Regions from separate parts of the Sus scrofa genome. Here region 2 is linked to region 1. Evidence: chromatin contacts called from public Hi-C data. All regions are on one chromosome and are shown on one strand. The core of a region is the stretch at or near the end of the contact, and the rest is flanking DNA. Distances in the headings are between cores, read along the strand shown.

Evidence for each region. A called contact is a pair of places that touch in the nucleus more often than the background predicts.
Region 2: a Hi-C map of liver shows a contact between it and region 1, with 2.6 times the contacts expected there. The contact joins the enhancer-like site here to the promoter of TM4SF1 in region 1. A contact is called at or near these places in 1 of 5 promoter capture datasets (liver), 3 of 47 Hi-C or Micro-C datasets (embryonic fibroblasts and liver) and 1 of 2 datasets of contacts at active chromatin or transcription factors (skeletal muscle).

Annotation. Positions count from the first base shown.
Region 1 is chr13:89,598,792-89,601,728 of Sscrofa11.1, forward strand. It overlaps TM4SF1 (transmembrane 4 L6 family member 1), which reads right to left and starts at 1,269. Exons shown (of 5, transcript XM_003132478.4): 1 at 878-1,269. The coding sequence starts at 1,054.
Region 2 is chr13:89,683,432-89,686,441 of Sscrofa11.1, forward strand. No RefSeq gene overlaps it. Among named protein-coding and RNA genes, the nearest start is that of TM4SF4, 16 kb to the right of the region's middle. Within about 2 kb of position 1,665, at least 3 of the 83 cell types and tissues checked have an H3K27ac peak or open chromatin away from gene starts, as enhancers often do. A contact at or near this core is called in liver, where this site is marked.

The sequences.
Region 1 (2,937 bases), core at 19-2,518:
GACAAGTCATTATGTTAGCATGATAGTAATGCTTAAATTCAAAATAGATTTGCCATACCACAGTTAGTACATTAAGTTTAAATACACTCTATTTGACTAAGAAAAGTGTTCTGTAGGGTATTAGCAATTCCATAAAACTTCTCTTCAAAATTCTTAATGCCAGCATTTTAAAGTGGCAAACTCAAGTTTGTCCACATTCTTTCCATGCTGTGGTTGAAGCTAATGCTTTCAACTCCCAGGTTGGCAGGCAAATTCCTCTCACTTCACTTAGAAACAGACCTTGGAAAAAGCAACACATTCCACTATTAGCTTCAGACACTGATTTGCTGCTAACTGAAGGATTTTTTTCCTGAACGCCACACCCCAGGCTTACATAAAGGAGAACATTTATAGTCCTTTTTAAATAGTAATGCGGTTGCAATCCATTATTTTTCTGTCACAAATGCCTGAGAATAAACAGCAGAGAATCTGGATCCAAAACTCTGTTGATTTAGACAGAGAATCAGCCAACTCCTCCCAGTGTCCCCTACCTCCACCCCCCCACCCCTGCTGGAGCAAATGTTAAATGACTCCCTCCTGCAGGACCTGAAACGCTATAGTTTCTAGAATCTGATTTTAAAACTAATATCTCTTTCTAGCTGTAAAGGAAAAGAGCTTAGCCCAAAGGGAGTTTGCTTTTCTTTGAAAGGAGATTTTGTAAAACAACATGTAATAAAATGAATACACTGTACCCATCTCAGGGTTCATAAAATCTGCCTTCAGAAGAATGAACAACAATCCTGGATTTGGAAAGATGCCTGATAGAAAACTTTCTATGAAAATATTTCATTTCATGGGAGAGAAGTTTTTAAGGCTGTAATAGTTCCAAGTGACTTACCAGCAAGCCCCCTCCTGCAATGCCAGAGAAGAACCACACAAAGCGGCTGAGATGGTTTTCAGAAGCATACTTTGTCTCCCCATTGGGAAAGTAAAGCAAAATATTAGCTACGATACAGAGGACGGCGAGCCAGGCCAGAGAGTGTCCGATGCACCGAGCACACTTCCCGTAGCACATGGTGGTGGTGGTGGAGTTTATTTCTTTCTCCTTCACTGTGCGGCGGCTCAGCAATGGCCCAGATCAGATGAAAGCGTGCCTGTTTGTGGAGAAAGCAAAAGGAGTTCCCAGCCCATTCCTGCACCCTCTTAAATACTCTGAGTTCTGAGGCACCGGGGTGGATGAGGTACTGGGCTTTCATTGGTCCTGATTGCAGGCTCCGGTTGGGGTGGAGGGAGGTGGGGAAATGTCCCGCCCTTCAGATGAAATCCTTGGGACAAGCGAAACCAGAGGCAGGACGTGAGAAACAGCCTCAGTCATAGCCAAGAGAGAAAATGATTAATCCTCAACAAGAAATTCACTGTGTAACTGCTTCACAGGATTAGAAAAAAAAACAGGAAAGTCTATATTACAACTTTTCAGTAAGTGCCAAGCGTCCACAGCGTGATAGTCGAGCTTGGGGCTGCGATTCTGTTCCACTGCAGCTGTCTGGGTAGCTTCCAGTTGGAAGGCTCTGTGTATGCTCCCACCACGGCACTGATTTAATCCAAGACCTGGGGCAAGTCTCCTGAGCTCTGAGCTCGTTTCCTTGTCTGTTAAAGGCAAGGTGTCCAAACCATCACCCACAGATCTCAGGAAGCTGTTGAGAAAATTACAGAGTTGCCTTCTTTCCTCTGCCTCTGCTGTGCTCTGCAAGACTACGCCTACTGTCCAGCCTTCCTGGACATCTGCCTCCAAAACAAACCTGGCACCGAAACAAAGGTGGCATTAGTCAACACAAAAAGCTCAGGCGCCTTTTTGTTCCTGAATATTACCGTCAGGCAAAGCAGGAAGGGCCTCGGGAAGCCTAAAGCCTGGGGGAAGAATAAAAAGAAGAAGAAAGAAAAAGAAAGGAAGGGAAGAATAAGCAACTTGGCAAGCAGAGTGGGGAAACAAGATTGACAGAGCCTGAAATTACCGAGAGAAACACACATGGCTGAGGAGTGTGCAAGGGTGAGCAGCCATCTACCAGCCAGATTCTGAGATGAGCTGTTACAGGCTTGAAGGAAAAGGCAGAGAACAGTGTTAAACCAACTTTCTGATGTGGTTATCTTGCAGCAAGAGGGGTTGGCTTCTCAATCATTTTAGCCCTTGAGTGACAGGTGGCACTGGCCAGCAAGGCTGAAGGAGGACAGGATGTCCAGGTGGGACCAGAACTGGAGGGGCTCCATCATTAGGAAGTATGAAGAGTACAGAAAAAAGGAAGAAGCCCAGGATGAAGAATTGTTAGTTCAGAGATGGCAGGTGAGCTTGGCTGGTGAATCTGGAAGCTCAGGCTGAAGCCAGAATCTAAAGGATTCTGACCAAATCTAGAGGGCAGGACACATACCAAGCTGGAGGAACCAGCTGGAGCTAGTGACTTGGGATGCAAATAGGGTGGAAGACCCAAGAGGAAGAGGAGCTGAGCACACTAACAGGAGTGGGTATCCAGACTGGCCTGGGAAATGGATGGAAACTGAGTACAGACAGGGAAGCTGGAACGTCCCACCTGCTCAGATCTAGGGAGGAAGTTCTTCACAAAAACATCCTTCTATCACCACCATGCATCCAGTAACTGGGCACGTGTGCCCTCTGTCTTGGCTTTAAGTCCTATTGGAGACAGGATTCCACAGGTGTCACGGCCGTGGGTGGCAGCACAGGTGAACACCTGGGTCTTGTGCTGAAGCATCATCATTCTAACCCTCCACTCTGTAGACTTACCCAACCTGGGTCAAAAGAGGAAAGAGATCCTTTGATGACTTTGCCCGCATGTACTTAAATCTCCTTCCTCTTTCTCTCTCCCACCTTTACAGGCAGCAGGGCAGGGAAGAAAGAGTGAGGGGCTCAGAAAGAGAAAGTCTGGAGTGACAGTTCAACTCTGCTCT
Region 2 (3,010 bases), core at 415-2,914, 85 kb after region 1:
GAAATTGTGGTTCTCTCTCTTCTACTTCTGGCTACCCCGTGCAGAGACAACTGTATTGGGTGTGTTCCATCATGCATCAGACTATCATAATTGGGTTTTAAGCCAAGTCCAACTTATCAACACAGCAGAATACTTCCAGTGGAATGATCTCTTTCCACTTTACCGAAAGCTTAGCTGGAAGAATGACTGTAGAGGGATGATGTTTGGTGATACCTATCAGGCCAAGGTCTTTGTTGCTGATCCCATTTCTACCTTGCCACTGTCAACATCATTCTTTTTGATTCTTGCTCTTTCATTCTCCATAAAGAAGAAAGGACAATTTACTCACAGTATGAGATGAGGAAGGAGGTTTTAAACTCACATCAGTAGTAAACTAATTTGGCTCTGAATATCAAGACAAAGAGATCAAGACATTTATTCACCAACAGTAGATGAGAGACCAAGAACAGAGCAGGACAAGCTGAATTCCTTTTTTTTTTTTTTTTTTTTTTTTTTTTTTTTTGTCTTTTTAGCTATTTCTTGGCCGCTCCCGTGGCATACGGAGGCTAGGGTCAAATCGGAGCTGTAGCACCGGCCTACACCAGAGCACAGCAACGCGGGATCCGAGCCGCGTCTGCAACCTACACCACAGCTCACGGCAACGCCAGGTCGTTAACCCACTGAGCAAGGGCAGGGACCGAACCCGCAACCTCATGGTTCCTAGTCGGATTCGTTAACCTCTGCACCACGACGGGAACTCCCAAGCTGAATTCTTGAGGATGGAGAGCCTGTGGTGGGTTTGGGGAAAAGAAGATTAATAAAGGAGGGGCATTACTTGGCTGGGGGTAATTCTTGAGGATGGAGAGCTGTGGTGGGTTTGGGGAAAAGAGATTAATAAGGAGGGGCATTACTTGGCTGGGGGTGAGCGGTGCCTCTCGGGTGGGGGACCACTAACCATAGAGGCCATCTGGGCAAGTGTTGAGTAAAGATGGGCACTGCCCAGCCTGCCAGATTGAGCACTAGCCTTCACGGTAGCACTTTGTTGAGCCAGTACATCTGACTGCCATTGCCATTCACCTGAGGAAACACTTAGCTAATCATCCTAAGCTTGGTTGTTTTAGGTTGCTGTAAAAGAGTTTGCATCCCTTAAAAAAGAAGTGAATTCTTGGAGTTCCCCGTGGTGGCGCAGTGGTTAACGAATCCGACTAGGAACCATGAGGTTGCGGGTTCGGTCCCTGCCCTTGCTCAGCGGGTTAACGATCCGGCGTTGCCGTGAGCTGTGGTGTAGGTTGCAGACGCGGCTCGGATCCCGAGTTGCTGTGGCTCTGACGTAGGCCGGTGGCTACAGCTCCGATTCATCCCTAGCCTGGGAACCTCCATATGCCTCGGGAGCGGCCAAGAAATAGCAACAACAACAACAGCAGCAAAGACAAAAAAAAAAAAAAAAAAAAAAAAAAAGTGAATTCTAACACATTCTCCAACCTGGATGAACCTTAAAGATATTCTGTTGAGTGGAATAACGGCTGACAAGAAAAGGCAAATATAATATGTTTGCCTATGAGGTACCTAGAACAGTCAAATTCATAGAGACAAAAGTAGAATGGCGATTACAGCAGGCTGATGGGAAGGAGGTGTTGCAAGTTTGTGTTTAAGGGAATGGAGTTTCAGTTGGGAAAGATGAAAAAGATCTGGAGATCGATAGTGATGGTTGCACAACAATGTGAATGCACTCAGTGCCTCTGAACTGTACAGTTAAAATAGCTAAAATGGTCAGTTCTAGTTTGTGTGTATTTATGACAAGTTTTAAAAGGGCATGGGCTCTTAGTATGTAACTGCAATGTAAATTTAAATAACAATAATTATTTAAAAGTTTGGTTCTTTATTTCCTTATTTGTTTTTGTTTTGTTTTGTTTTTTAAGGCTGCTCCAGAGGCATATGGAAGGCCAGGGGTTTAATCAGAGCTGCAGCTGCCGCCTATGCCACAGCCACAGCCACGGCAACACCAAATCTGAGCCACATCTGCAACCTACACCACAGCTCACGGCAATGCCAGATCCTTAACCCACTGAGCAGGGCCAGGGATCAAACCCACGTCCTCATGGATACTATCAGGTTCATTACCACTGAGCCACAATGGGAACTCCAAAAGTTTTGTTATTTTAAAATCCTGTGTTCAGGGGAAATTTCCAAAGTGCTCCTCCTTTTTTTAGGGTTCTGCTTGTTTGCACACAAAATAAGTGACTTTTTCAGTGCCTCCCTTTGTGGTGGGTGTCAATCTTCCTTCCAGAATACAGTAATGAGTGATTTGATCCTGGGCCTACAAATACTTATAGTTTACTAAGGAAATTTCTCTTACTAGACCGTCCATTGCCCACACCCCCATCCCCTGAGAGGAAAATAGAAAACATTTTCTTCCTGAATTATCTTCATCTATGGAGTTAGCATAGACACAGTTGCCTCCAGCCTAAACCTGGGAAATAGTCTAGACTTTTCCTCTTTCTCTGTGTCCCCTCGTCCAGACTTTGCCATGATTACCCTCCAAATATATCTCAAATCTGCCACTCCTCTGCCACACCACCTCAATAACTCACTTGGGCCACTACCATGAAATTCTGTCTGGTCTCCTGATTAAACCTTTGTTTTGCTAATCCATTATCCACCCAAGAAACCAAAATGATTTTTTTTTTAATTTGTCACACCCAAGGCATACGGAAGTTCCAGGCCAAGCATCAAACCCACATCATAGCAATGACAATGCCAGAGCCTTAACCCACTGCACCAGAGGGAACTCCCAAAATGATCTTAACTAAAAGAAAAAGGCAGAAAGAATTGTGTTGCTCTTCTGCTTAAAACCTCCCAGTGGCCTCCCACTGAACTAGAACTAAAACCCCAGCTTCTGACCCTGGCTTCATGCCTCCACGTAAGCTGGCCATTGCCCTCCCTCCAGCCACAGGGCAGCTCTGTCTCAGCCCGTAGCCCCCATACTGGGGCAGGGCTTCTCTTACCCAGGCGCTCCTGCACTTGCTATGCC